4 separate regions of the Mus musculus genome follow, and all the other regions are linked to region 4. A link is a contact called in public HiChIP or PLAC-seq and promoter capture Hi-C data. All regions are on one chromosome and are shown on one strand. The core of a region is the stretch at or near the end of the contact, and the rest is flanking DNA. Distances in the headings are between cores, read along the strand shown. Region 1 holds the start of Traf1 (TNF receptor-associated factor 1). Region 2 holds the start of Phf19 (PHD finger protein 19). Region 3 overlaps Traf1 (TNF receptor-associated factor 1). Region 4 holds the start of Gapvd1 (GTPase activating protein and VPS9 domains 1).

Region 1 (2,700 bases), core at 125-2,624, 210 kb after region 4:
GTCCTTTCCTTTTCCGACTGGGACACAAGGGAAGCACCCAACCTTCTGGATCCTTTTCTCTTGTCCTAGACGGGCGCCCCCCCCCCCCCACTCCAGCTCATCTCCCAGCTCCTGCTACCAGCATTAGAATACTCCCACACGGCTGTGGGCTAAGACAACAGGCACTGCTGCTCTGGTGCTACCTGTAAAGTGGTTTGTTTTTCTCAGTACTGGGATCAGACCCAAGGCTGCGTACAAGTGCTTGCTAACCAAGCCACAGTTCCAGCCTCGTTTTAAGTACTTTAACAAACATTTTGTCAATATTTCCCTCCAGTCTTTGGAGACCCTCCCCTACTCTATAGCCCAGGGGTCCAAGGCACAGATAAATTGAGTGACTTGCTCAAGACCTTAAAGCTAGAGAGGCAGGAAGGACTGAGACCAGACCTGTGCTTTAAAATGAGCTTGGCAATTATCCCAAATTCTTCTCCCATATCCACTCTCTCTTCTCACACTGCAATACAAAGTTTAAAGAAGATTGTCAGCACAGCTGCTGAAACTCCAGGGAATCTACTCAGCCCTGTCATAAGCCCACACACTGTCAAATGCTCCGGGCCTGCCCTAATTTCAGTCCCATCAGAAGCAGGCCAGTGGACTTCTAGCCTTCCTTTCTATGACAGCACTTTCCTTCACACCCTTCAGAGTTATTTTTTACACTGCGGTGGCTTTTTACAGGTCTCTTTCACCGCCTTCTCACCTCCATCTTCCTTAGTCTCATCTCCATGGCTCCCAGAATGGACAATCTATCTGCTGAACAGAGGCGTCTCATCCTCCTTCTAGTCTTTGGGGACCCACCTGGGCCACACCCCACACTTTGGAACATCTCGGTGACAGTGTCCAGATTGGGATCCCATGGCCTACATGCTGCCTTTAGCCTGGACATGCTGTCTAGTCGCCTACCTATGAATTCCTGCCTACCTGCCCCCTTTCCTTCAGCAGGTGATGTCCCCTGCCACATCAGAACGAGCTCAGAGCTGAGGGCAGAACCGAAGTGACAGCTTAAGGACCAGAGCACCGCTCAGGAAGGGAGAGAGGCTGAGTATGGTCGCACTTGGGGACCCTGGGGACCCGCGGGGGACGGGCAACCAACCTGTGCGCCGCCTTCTGCTCGCACCGGGCGGTAGCGTCCTTGGGGCAGAGAACCGGGCTGGGCTGGCGGAAGCCAAGGGAAGCTGGGCTGGGCAGGCGGGTGGGACTGAGCTGGGCTGGCTTCGGAGGCTGGCCGGGGGGCGGGCTGATCGCTCCTCCCTCAAGGAAACAGAACTGGAGTGCTTCTGTTGGGGTCCTGGTGCTAGCTGACTCCTAGCATTCCATCAGTGGCTGCACTCCTGAGATACTCAGCACACACACAAACAACATTGAGCTCCAGCCTGAAGTGCCGCAAGGCAAGAGTGGAAAAACAGCAAGCTTTACCACAGTGGATTCTTGTTAAGAGCCCAGCACCCGGTAAACTCTGCCAATCTCTGTGAACAATGCAGATGGCAGTGTGATAGTGCAGTGCTCTTGGCATTGGGCGCTAAAGAAACTGGGTGAAGCAGGGAAGTGGTTGTGCTTTTTAAGCTAAACACACGCAGCATTTGATACACACACACACACACACACACACACACACACACTCACTCACTCTTACTCCAAAGAGTTAGGGAACTTAGTGTCAGGATATAAGTTTAGTTTAAAAGATTAAAAAACCAACCAACCAACTGGTGTAATTTTTGCAAACCAGCAATCTCACAAGGGTGCCGTCTGTCCGCAGATGTCCGCTGGCTCCTGGTCAGATGGTCAGTGTTTCTTTATCTGGTTAATTTGGCTTGGGCTCCTTACTTGATTTCTAACTGATTGATTTGTTTGTTTTGAGACAAGGTCTTCCCGTGTAGCCCTGAAGACTCCAAACTGTAAGCCATGCTCCTGCCTCAGCTTCCCAAGCACAGGACCTACTTGGTTGGGCTTTTGTTTGGATGAGGGAGGTGTGTATGTCTCCCTCCCATAGCAGGTCTGCTGTTGGCTTCAGGTTTCTAGCAGGCAGGTGATACTGCATCTGGGTGGCTGGTGGAATAAAGACTTCTGGGGCTTGACTTGGAAAGGGGATGTCTGCCTGAAGGCAAGTGTTGTGTCTCAGGAACACGAAATACAACCTCTGTGATTTGTGCAAGCATGGTCAGAGGTGACCTCTAAGGATCTTCCATTCATCTGCTTTTATTTTATTTTATTTTATTTTATTTTATTTTATTTTTTGAGACAGGGTCTTGCTATGTAGTCTAGGCTGGCTTAGAATTGGTAAGCCTCCTGCCTCAGTTTCTCAAGTGCTAGGATCACAGGCATATGCCACTCAGCCCGCTGTGGGCCTTTGAATTCTAACAGTAACGGAGTCTACGAGCTCCCTGTGTCTCTGACATTAAAAGTCACTGGTTCTTTCTTAGTTTTTGGTTGTGACCCTAGCTTTAATGGCTGATCTACCTCTTGCACATAAAAGTCGCCGATTCTCAAGTGCAATTGGTGAAGTGACATTTCTCAAGTGTGGACGTTGTAAGATCCCCTCTCTGGTCTCACCTTTCTGGGACCACCCCTCTTTCCTCTCTGCCCTAGGGTAAAGAAAAAAGAGCAGGCAGTCTGACCTCACACTTCACGCGCCACATCCTGTTTTCAGATGAGTGAGTTCATATGCTG
Region 2 (2,700 bases), core at 115-2,614, 160 kb after region 4:
CACCTGGTACGGGGAGTCTCAGGACACCCAGCTTCCCTCCAGGAATCTTCCAGAAGGTTTGTGGCTTCCCAAACCTTCAGGAGTGGCCAGCATTATTGCTTTCTCCCCTCCGGGGGGCTCACCTGGCATCACATTCCTCCACATACATACACTCTAAGGTCAAACACAGCTTGCCGTGTGTGGGGATGGTGGGGGCGCTCCTGCTCAGGGTCTCTCCCTCTGCCTAGGTGTTGGGCACCTGGTGCCCTGCCAGCCCACAAGAAGACAGCTCTGGGTGTGTTTCCATGTGAGTGCCTCTTCAGAGAAGGTTAGTCTGGCAATGTGCTAGTCCTATACGTAAAACTAAATACACGTGGACATATGAGGGGCCTGGGGCGGCAGGGCATAGTCAGGGTCTTGGGTCTCCCGATGATGGGAGTAAAGCTCCTCTTGCCTTCTCTCCCTCCTGTCTTTTATTCCAGGGCAGAGGCACAAGCACCAGGTGTGGGCTGTAGTCAGAACTTTTGCCCTCTTCCCTGGCACTTGGCTCTTTGGGAGCTGGGAGGTCCCTGCTTGCTTGGGCCTGGAGTACCGCAGGGCCGGCCGGCCTCAGCAGGTTCACAAACTGACATTTCCTCCCCCACTGAGCTTTTGGGGGCAAGCCGGGTCGCTGCGCCCCCGAGGCCGTGCTGGGCCCCCGGGTGGTGGCCCCCCCATCCCGCCTCCATCCTCCTGGAGAGGGCCCCCGAGGGCTGTGATTGGCTGATTCAAACCCATCGGCACAGAAATGCTTGTTTGCGGGTTCCCGTCGGAGTCCAGTTCAAATCCGCGGCACTGGGCGCGCGGGGCCGGGCGGGGGCAGGAAGCGCGCATGATTCATGCGCCGAGGCCTCTCCAGGGCGGCCGTTGGCTTTTTAAAAGGGTGTTCAGGGGGGAGGATAGCTTGCAGAAAGTGTCCCCTTCAGCTTCAGGCACTCCTTTCCTCAGTTGCTCTAATTGCAAACTTTCTCCCGCTCCCAGCCGATCGTGCCTTACTTTGGACGTGAGCAAAATCCCAAATGTCCTGCCTATCCTCCTCTCCATAGCTTTAAATGGAAAAGAAAAGGCACACGGCCACAAACGGAGACCTGTCACCCACACCCTGGCCAGCGTTGGGATTGTGGCTGGGACTCCCGCTGCCCTGAGGGTACCGCTCGGGCTCCATCTCTATCCCCATCCCACAAGCGCGCAGCCTCCAGCCCCCGCCCGGGGATCCTAGGGCTCAATCTAGGTTTCTAGGAGAGGGGTCGTGTGCAGGGATTAAAGCGTGAAACGCGGACACTCCCGGGGCGCCCGCAGCGCGGGACTTACCGCGAGGCAGCGCGTCAGCCGGTCCCACTTGGAGTCTGGCCACCAGGCACATCGGCGGCGGCGGTGCGCTCGGCCCAGGGCTGCCTGGCCGAGTGTCCGCCCCTGGGGCCGGGGTAGGGGTCTCGGCGGGGGCGGGGCGGGGCGGGGGCGCCGCGGGGAGGAGGGGACGCGGGGAGGGAGGGGCCGGTGAGCTCAGGAAGGGGCCCCCCGGGCGCGGGGCGCCATCTTTTTCGCGTTTTCCCGCGAATTATTGACGTCCCCGCTTATGTAATTAGCAGGGGCCGCACCGGCTTTGCCATTGGAGCCCGCGGCTGGCGGGGCCCCGCAGCGTCTCCCGGGGCCGCCCCCGCGCAGCGAGTCCAGCGGGCACACGCGGAAACACAGCTGTACAGAACCACGGCTGGGCGAGCGTACGCACACCACACGCACACAGCTACTACACCCAGACCCTTCACGACCCGGGTTGGTCTCCCAGCACCTTGATCTTACAGAACCAACATTCCACACTACTCCTTGGAGACCAGGAAAAGCCTAAGAGAATCAGACACAGGACACACACCACATATATATGTGTGCCATAAGTCACAACACTCAAATGACACTGCCCTCAGCATAGACTCCCGCGAAACCACGTGCAAGGCATACACAAGTCAGCAACATAGAGCCCCGACACAGTGACCACAAGACCCACTCGAGTATGCCAGTCACGCACTGTAGAGTTAACAGTGTAAAAGAGATAGTCACACAGACCATGTGCACAAACACGGCAAATATGAAAAGGGCAAGCTTAAGACAGATCTTGTGGATAGGGCTCCAATCAGATAAGATCTCCCTCCAGGAGAAAAAAACCAGAGTGTCCTGAACCAGACGCACTCTTGGCGCCAGAGCTTGAGATAGTGTCGGTCAACACCCCCTACCTGCATCCCTGCTTTCAATCTGGACTGCCCACTGCACCTGCTCGAATGGCTCCCTGCAGACACACCCTGCTGGGATGAGTGCATTCCTGGTGTGCTCTTTCCTCCTAGAGCCTTCCCTGTTCATTTTTCAGGGTTCACATTGGCCCTCTGCTCCCTGGGGTGTGGGCAGTCTGGCCTGCAGCTCCTGTCTGCCCCCTCAGTTTGAGATACAGGAGTCCTCTTCCACATGCCCACATTCCCCTTTACTTCTGGGTCTTACTGCTCCTCCTGAGGATTTGACCCACAGCAGAATCTGGCTGAGCCTGGAAAGGAAGTTGGTAGCAGCCCCACCAGACAGGCTCTTCCAGCCCAGGAAGGCATAGCTGCACACCACTTTCTGCAGAGATAACCCTTCTCTGTACAGGAAGCTCTGTCATGAGCCTCTAGGCTGGCCAGAGGCACCTTTAGGATTCCA
Region 3 (2,700 bases), core at 113-2,612, 190 kb after region 4:
GCTGGCATGCTGGCCTCCTGGTGTCGTGTAGTCTGTGTGAAAAGAGCACTTCTGTCTTCTCCTCCACTCTGTCTCTGTACGCACACGTTTCTCCAGCCTCACATCAGCCATAACCAGCATGCTGTGGCGCTGAAGTCATGCCAGCCTTGGCTCCTCCTTGTCGTGGGCTGTGGGCTCCAAGGGCAGGCAGGGCCTGGCTGTCTAGCTAAGTCCCCCAGTCTAAGCTGGTTCTGTCAGGAGACACCCCCTCCCCCCATCCCTAAGCACTAGTGTCCACAATGCATTTGAGGAACATTGTGTCATCTTTGACGTAGGCGTGCTTGGGTGACTGCAGCTTGCTGAGGGGGAAGAAGAGCGGGCAGCCGCTGGCCACGTTGGTCTCACTCTGTGGCCGCTGGAAGGAGGCTGAGCTCAGGTCAGGCCGGAAGGCATCAATAGCATGCTCTCGGTTGTTCTGGTCAAGTAGCATAAAGGTGACCTGTAGGGTAGAGGCAGGTAGATGGTCAGGCTTCAGAGGACGGCACTCTCCCTCATGGAAGGCCAGTGTTTGGGGTCAGAGGGGCTGCATGCACACTGCTTGGGCTGTGCCTCTGACCCTTAGTTTACACGGAGTGGAGGCGGCAGTGTCAGGACTTCACATCTGTGCGTGGGAGTGGGAGGAACATCTGGTACTGTGGCAGCTTCAGGCTTTACCCTTCACTGGCCCACACAGCAGGAAGGCAGTGGAAATTCTGTGTGTGTGTGCATGTGTGTATACGTGTGTGTGTGTGTGTGTGTGTGTGTGTGTGTGTGTATAAACAGAGGTCACCATTTAGGTGTCTTCCTTAATTGCTTTCCTTATTTATTTAGATTTGGAGATAACTGGTTAATTAATGTATGCTGACTGTCTAGCAAGCTCCACAGGTCCTCATGTCCCCTCCTTCTCAGTTCTGGGATGGCAGGTGCCTGTACTTGATTTTTTTTTTTTTTTTTTTTTTTGGAGACAGGGTTTCTCTGTATAGCCCTGGCTGTCCTGGAACTCACTTTGTAGACCAGGCTGGCCTCGAACTCAGAAATCTGCCTGCCTCTGCCTCCCGAATGCTGGGATTAAAGGCGTGCACCACCACGCCCGGCTCTGTACTTGATTTTTGATGTGGATTCTGGGGAACTGGACTCATCATTTGAGCCCTCTCCCTAGGCCAACAGCAGTGGGGATTCTGATGTCATAGTTACATTGGCAGCTGAGACTAAGATGTACTGACAAGAAGGCTGGACACAGGCACCTAGCCTTGGCTTCTGACTCAGAAACTCGAGCTGGGACCTCCCTCCACTCTGCAGAGAAACCTACTTCCGCTGGGGGCGGGGCTTCTGTCAAGTCTTGGGACTTCCGCAGAGCTGAGCGTCTTTACCCAGAGCAGACCACTTAACCTCCCTGAGAAGTGGATCACCTAAGCACGACGCAAACTCTGCCCTGGCACAAGCCCTTGAATATACCCCAGGAAACACTGCTTCTCACTATCCACTGAGGCTGTTTTTAAACTTGCTGGCACCGGAATTCCTGGGGAGGGCTTTAGATAGGCTAGCGCTTGTTTAATCTCTCCTCGGGATGCCCTGTTCCAGAAACAGCAGCTCCTGCTCAGAGGGTTGGGGGAGTCCTGGCTGCGGGATTTGCATTCGGCTTCATTTTATAGAAGGAAATGGATTAAAGTAACTAAAGGAGGCTTGCCCAGGTCTTCAAGTCCATGGCTAAAGTCAGCAGGGCCCACGTTACCATGCCGTCCCCTCAAACCATCTTCTCCCCATACCTTGTTCCTGAAAGGCCAGGGCAGGAGAGCATCGTATTCTCCTCTCATGATCACGATGAAGAGGGACAGGTGGGTCTTCTTGCCTGAGCCATCCCCGTTCAGGTACAAGCGCAGGCACAACTTGTAACCATACTTGGCAGTGTAGAAAGCTGCAAGGTGAAGCCAGTGTCAGTACAGGGCAGCAGGGCGGCACTGGGCAGTGAGGATGAGGGGGTGGGGTTCAGCAGGAACCCTGAGGATATCGGGGTTTGGGGCCCAGCCCTCTTCTCTAGGAAAGTGCTGAGGTAGGTCATGCTCTAATTGCCTAGCCCTGGGGCTGGCACCTGCCCTTCTGATCACAGGGAAGGCCCCATATTTGACAGTGCTGACTCAGCAGTGGGGGTGAGCTAGCATTTGTGGTTTTAATTCTTCCATGGGGTGCCTTGAGGCTTGCCTCCCAGTTACACTTGGGAGCTACCATTTTAACGAACCATCAAATAGCTAGAGACTGAGGAAGTGGCTGGGTATTGTTTTATGACCCAGAACAGAATTCGGGTTAAGGCCCAGGCCTACCAAATCTTGGCATTGAGTCTTCTCTGTTACCCAAAGGTTGGGCCCTCCCTGGAGGCTGGTATGAGAAGGGTACTTTTTGGTTTTGCTAAAAATCCTTAGGAATGGCTCCAAGAGGCAAGACATCGCCAGTGACCAAGCCTGGGGTCCTATGGAGCTCTTTCCCTGATGGCACATTCTTGGGAAGGGCTCTGCACAGCTCTAAGCAGCCCCTGCTGGGGACCCCACCTCTTTGGCTTCAGTTTATTTTTATGTAAAATGAGGCTGGGAGGACAAGCACTTGGCAAGGCTCTCAAAGGTCACATTCAGGGATGGCAAGGTCCTACCAAGTCACTACTCTGTAAAATCATTGTTTTGAGCAAGGGAC
Region 4 (2,700 bases), core at 179-2,678:
AGAGATGGACAGAACGGACACTTCAAGACCACCAGCAGCAAGTGCACAGACGCCAAGCCCGGCGCGCGTTTGCGGGTGCACGGCGTCCCCAGCCCGGAGCGTCCGGCGCGTCCCTGGCGGCGCTCCCAAGCCATTCGGTCCGCTCCTGGCCTCCCGGGCTCGGCTGCCCACCTGCCCCGGACGCCCACAGAGGCGACCCGCGCTACTGCGCCCCTTCCCGCCCCGTCGCGCTCCCACCCCATCCCCCCCATGCGCCCTGTGTCCCCGCCGCCTCAGGCAGGCTGCCGGAACCCGCACGCCGCCACCCCTCTCGCGGGGCCCGGCCGCGCGGCTTCCCACCCGAGCGACGCCGGGCACGGGGCAGGCCCGGGGCCCGGGGCGGGGCGGCCGTCAGGCGCGGGCTGCGGTGCTAGGCCAGACGGCGGGGCACGCGGTGCGGACCGGCCGGGGACGCGCACTCACCGGTGAGGTCATGCGGAGGACGGCGCCCAGGTCCTCGCTGGACTGCCTCTCGGCCTCGGAGCCGTCGCCCTCGCTGCGAACTGCCACCGCCGCCCAGCCGCCGCCACAGATCGCCAGTCGGTTTCCCTGCCTCCTGCGGCGGCGCTGCCCCCTCAGCAGTGCGCGTGCGCGGCGCCGCGGGGGCCCCTGGGATCGGTGGTCCGGACCACGGCCGCCCTTCCGCTCCCGGTCGCGAACCGCCTTGCCAGGACCTGTACGCCGATCCTCCGCCCTCACGTCTCCGTGTACCTGGTGCTAGAGAAGACGGGTGGAAGAAAAATGACACTCCTCTCTTGCTCGGAACATCATCCAATAGCCAGCCTCTCTCTCTCTCTCTCTCTCTCTCTCTCTCTCTCTCTCTCCTCTCTCTCTCTCTCTCTCTCTCTCTCTCTCTCTCTCTCTCTCTCTCGCTCTTCCCCTTTCACTTAAAAGCTATGCCAATTGGACGGTATCTTCATTTTTAACTTATAAATATAATTTCCCACTTCTCGTTTTGTCGATTTTTATTGTAACTGTGTTATTTAAAAATAACATTACATTAAATAAACTGTAAACTGTGTTACATTAAATAGGCTTAGGTCGGTTTTGTTTTTTCAAAAAAAAAAAAAAAATGAAAGGACGCGTCAAGTTAGCAGAAGTGAACAGTCCCAGAAACCTTAGAGCTAGAACATACCTTAAAGGTCATCGGTGCAGCTCCCACCCAAGCAGGAATGGCCTCCACGTCTCACTTCTGTTTCGGATGTTCCAGTATCAGCTCACTACCTCTCAGGAGTACAGCCTGCTCCTCTCTGTTGCACAGCTCTAAATGTTAGAAAGTTCTGCCTTCTGCTGAGCTGAAATCTGCTTCCCTTGTCTTTCCTCCCTTTGCAGGTAGTTATTCTGCCTGGAAGCAAGGAGAATTGGTTCCCACTTGACAGCCCTTTAAAATATTGAAGACAATGAATATATCCTGCAACACCACGAGTCTCATGCTCCGCCCCCAAGGTGGGGGGAGGGGGAAGTGAAAACTCATCTTCCCAACTATTCAAACATAAATCAGATCCCAGACAGCTTTCCACCCGTCTTCCATACACCTCCTTTAAAAATCATCAGAATTGAACTAGCATGGTAGCTCTCACCTGTAATCTAAAACCTTTGGGAGGCTGAAGCAAATGTCTCAGAATTAGACAAAAGTTTAAACCAGCCTGAGCTACACAGGATGTCTAGACCAGCGGGAGCTATCCTTTGAGACCCTGCCTCAAAAGGAAATTCTTTTGTCACAATTTGCTTCCTATTTGCTACTTTGTTACAATAGCATTGTGGGTATCAAGTAAAATGTCTTTGGTACCATGTTGCCATTCAACAGAGTTCAATTAAAGATTATCAGTCGGGTCTGTTACATTGTACAAAGCACCAACCAGATGAAAAAGCAAGTGGATACAATTTACAATATAAAGTGGAGAGTATCTCCCATAGATTGAGTTTTGTAACAATAAACTAAATTACAAAGTGCTATGAAGAATTACAAAGTGTTATGAGATTCCAGAGAAAGAGACCATATTGAATTAAGAAATCAAGACCTAGGCTGAGTTTTGTGGCCCATGACTTTAATCCCAGCAGTTGGAAGGCAAAATCAGACCAATCTCAGAGTTCCAGGATAACCAGGATTATACAGAGCCCCTGTCTCAAAAGGCCAAAGAAGAAAAGAAAGAAAGGAAAAGAGATTTGGCTGTGACTAGATTCCAAGGTAGATGAGTCAGGATCCCAGCACTCAAGAGGCAAAAACAGGCAGGCGGAGGCAAAAACAGGCAGGCAGATCTCAAGGCTAGCCTAGTCTACAGAGCAAGTTCCAGGACAGTGCTACACAGAGAAATCTTGTTTAAAAAAAAAAAAAAAAAAAAAAAGGAAAAGAAAAAGAAAAAGAAAAAGAAAAAAAATCCAGAAAAAGAGAGGGGGAGGATATAAAATTTGTAGACTGCATAAGGGAAAACCCCCTTGAACAGAAGATTGTGTTCAAAGGCTCCAGAGCTCCAGAGCACAAAATCCACCTGCCTCTGCCTCCCAAGTGCTGGGATTAAAGGCTTGTGCCACCACTGCCCAGCTTGAAGAAAGGCTTTCAAAGACACAAAAGGAAACCTTCAAGTAAAGGCATTTGCCACCAAACCGAACCACCAGAGTTTGACACCAAACACCCCACATAGGGGAGGAAGGATAAATGAC

Evidence for each region. HiChIP or PLAC-seq counts read pairs in DNA pulled down with a chosen protein or histone mark. Capture Hi-C pulls out chosen DNA fragments and counts their contacts.
Region 1: a promoter capture Hi-C map of liver shows a contact between it and region 4. The contact joins the promoter of Traf1 here to the promoter of Gapvd1 in region 4. A contact is called at or near these places in 4 of 484 Hi-C or Micro-C datasets (B cells, CD4 T cells, Th1 cells and 1 more), 4 of 115 datasets of contacts at active chromatin or transcription factors (bone marrow-derived macrophages, memory CD8 T cells, pancreatic cancer cells and 1 more) and 3 of 9 other capture datasets (adipose tissue, liver and pancreatic islet).
Region 2: a promoter capture Hi-C map of adipose tissue shows a contact between it and region 4. The contact joins the promoter of Phf19 here to the promoter of Gapvd1 in region 4. A contact is called at or near these places in 7 of 39 promoter capture datasets (the C10 cell line, embryonic stem cells, fetal liver and 4 more), 2 of 484 Hi-C or Micro-C datasets (cardiomyocytes and muscle stem cells), 4 of 115 datasets of contacts at active chromatin or transcription factors (bone marrow-derived macrophages, effector CD8 T cells, extraembryonic endoderm stem cells and 1 more) and 3 of 9 other capture datasets (adipose tissue, liver and pancreatic islet).
Region 3: a contact with region 4 is called in an H3K4me3 HiChIP or PLAC-seq map of embryonic stem cells, with 5 times the contacts expected there. The contact joins the enhancer-like site here to the promoter of Gapvd1 in region 4. A contact is called at or near these places in 4 of 115 datasets of contacts at active chromatin or transcription factors (effector CD8 T cells, embryonic stem cells, memory CD8 T cells and 1 more) and 3 of 9 other capture datasets (adipose tissue, liver and pancreatic islet).

What each region holds. Positions count from the first base shown.
Region 1 is chr2:34,960,398-34,963,097 of GRCm38.p6, forward strand. Traf1 (TNF receptor-associated factor 1) reads right to left here and starts at 1,375. Exons shown (of 10, transcript NM_001326601.1): 1 at 1,127-1,375. It overlaps Gm52552 (a long non-coding RNA gene), which reads left to right. Exons shown (of 3, transcript XR_003954034.1): 2 at 973-1,075. Gm46733 (a long non-coding RNA gene) reads left to right here and starts at 2,306. Exons shown (of 2, transcript XR_001783275.1): 1 at 2,306-2,684.
Region 2 is chr2:34,912,612-34,915,311 of GRCm38.p6, forward strand. Phf19 (PHD finger protein 19) reads right to left here and starts at 1,365. Exons shown (of 15, transcript NM_028716.4): 1 at 1,330-1,365.
Region 3 is chr2:34,943,614-34,946,313 of GRCm38.p6, forward strand. It overlaps Traf1 (TNF receptor-associated factor 1), which reads right to left. Exons shown (of 10, transcript NM_001326601.1): 9 at 1,785-1,933; 10 at 1-478. The coding sequence ends at 260. Among named protein-coding and RNA genes, the nearest start is that of Gm52552, 6.3 kb to the right of the region's middle. Within about 2 kb of position 1,363, at least 98 of the 459 cell types and tissues checked have an H3K27ac peak or open chromatin away from gene starts, as enhancers often do. A contact at or near this core is called in adipose tissue, effector CD8 T cells and embryonic stem cells, where this site is marked.
Region 4 is chr2:34,753,804-34,756,503 of GRCm38.p6, forward strand. It overlaps Gapvd1 (GTPase activating protein and VPS9 domains 1), which reads right to left and starts at 1,429. Exons shown (of 27, transcript NM_001356441.1): 1 at 1,175-1,429; 2 at 463-756.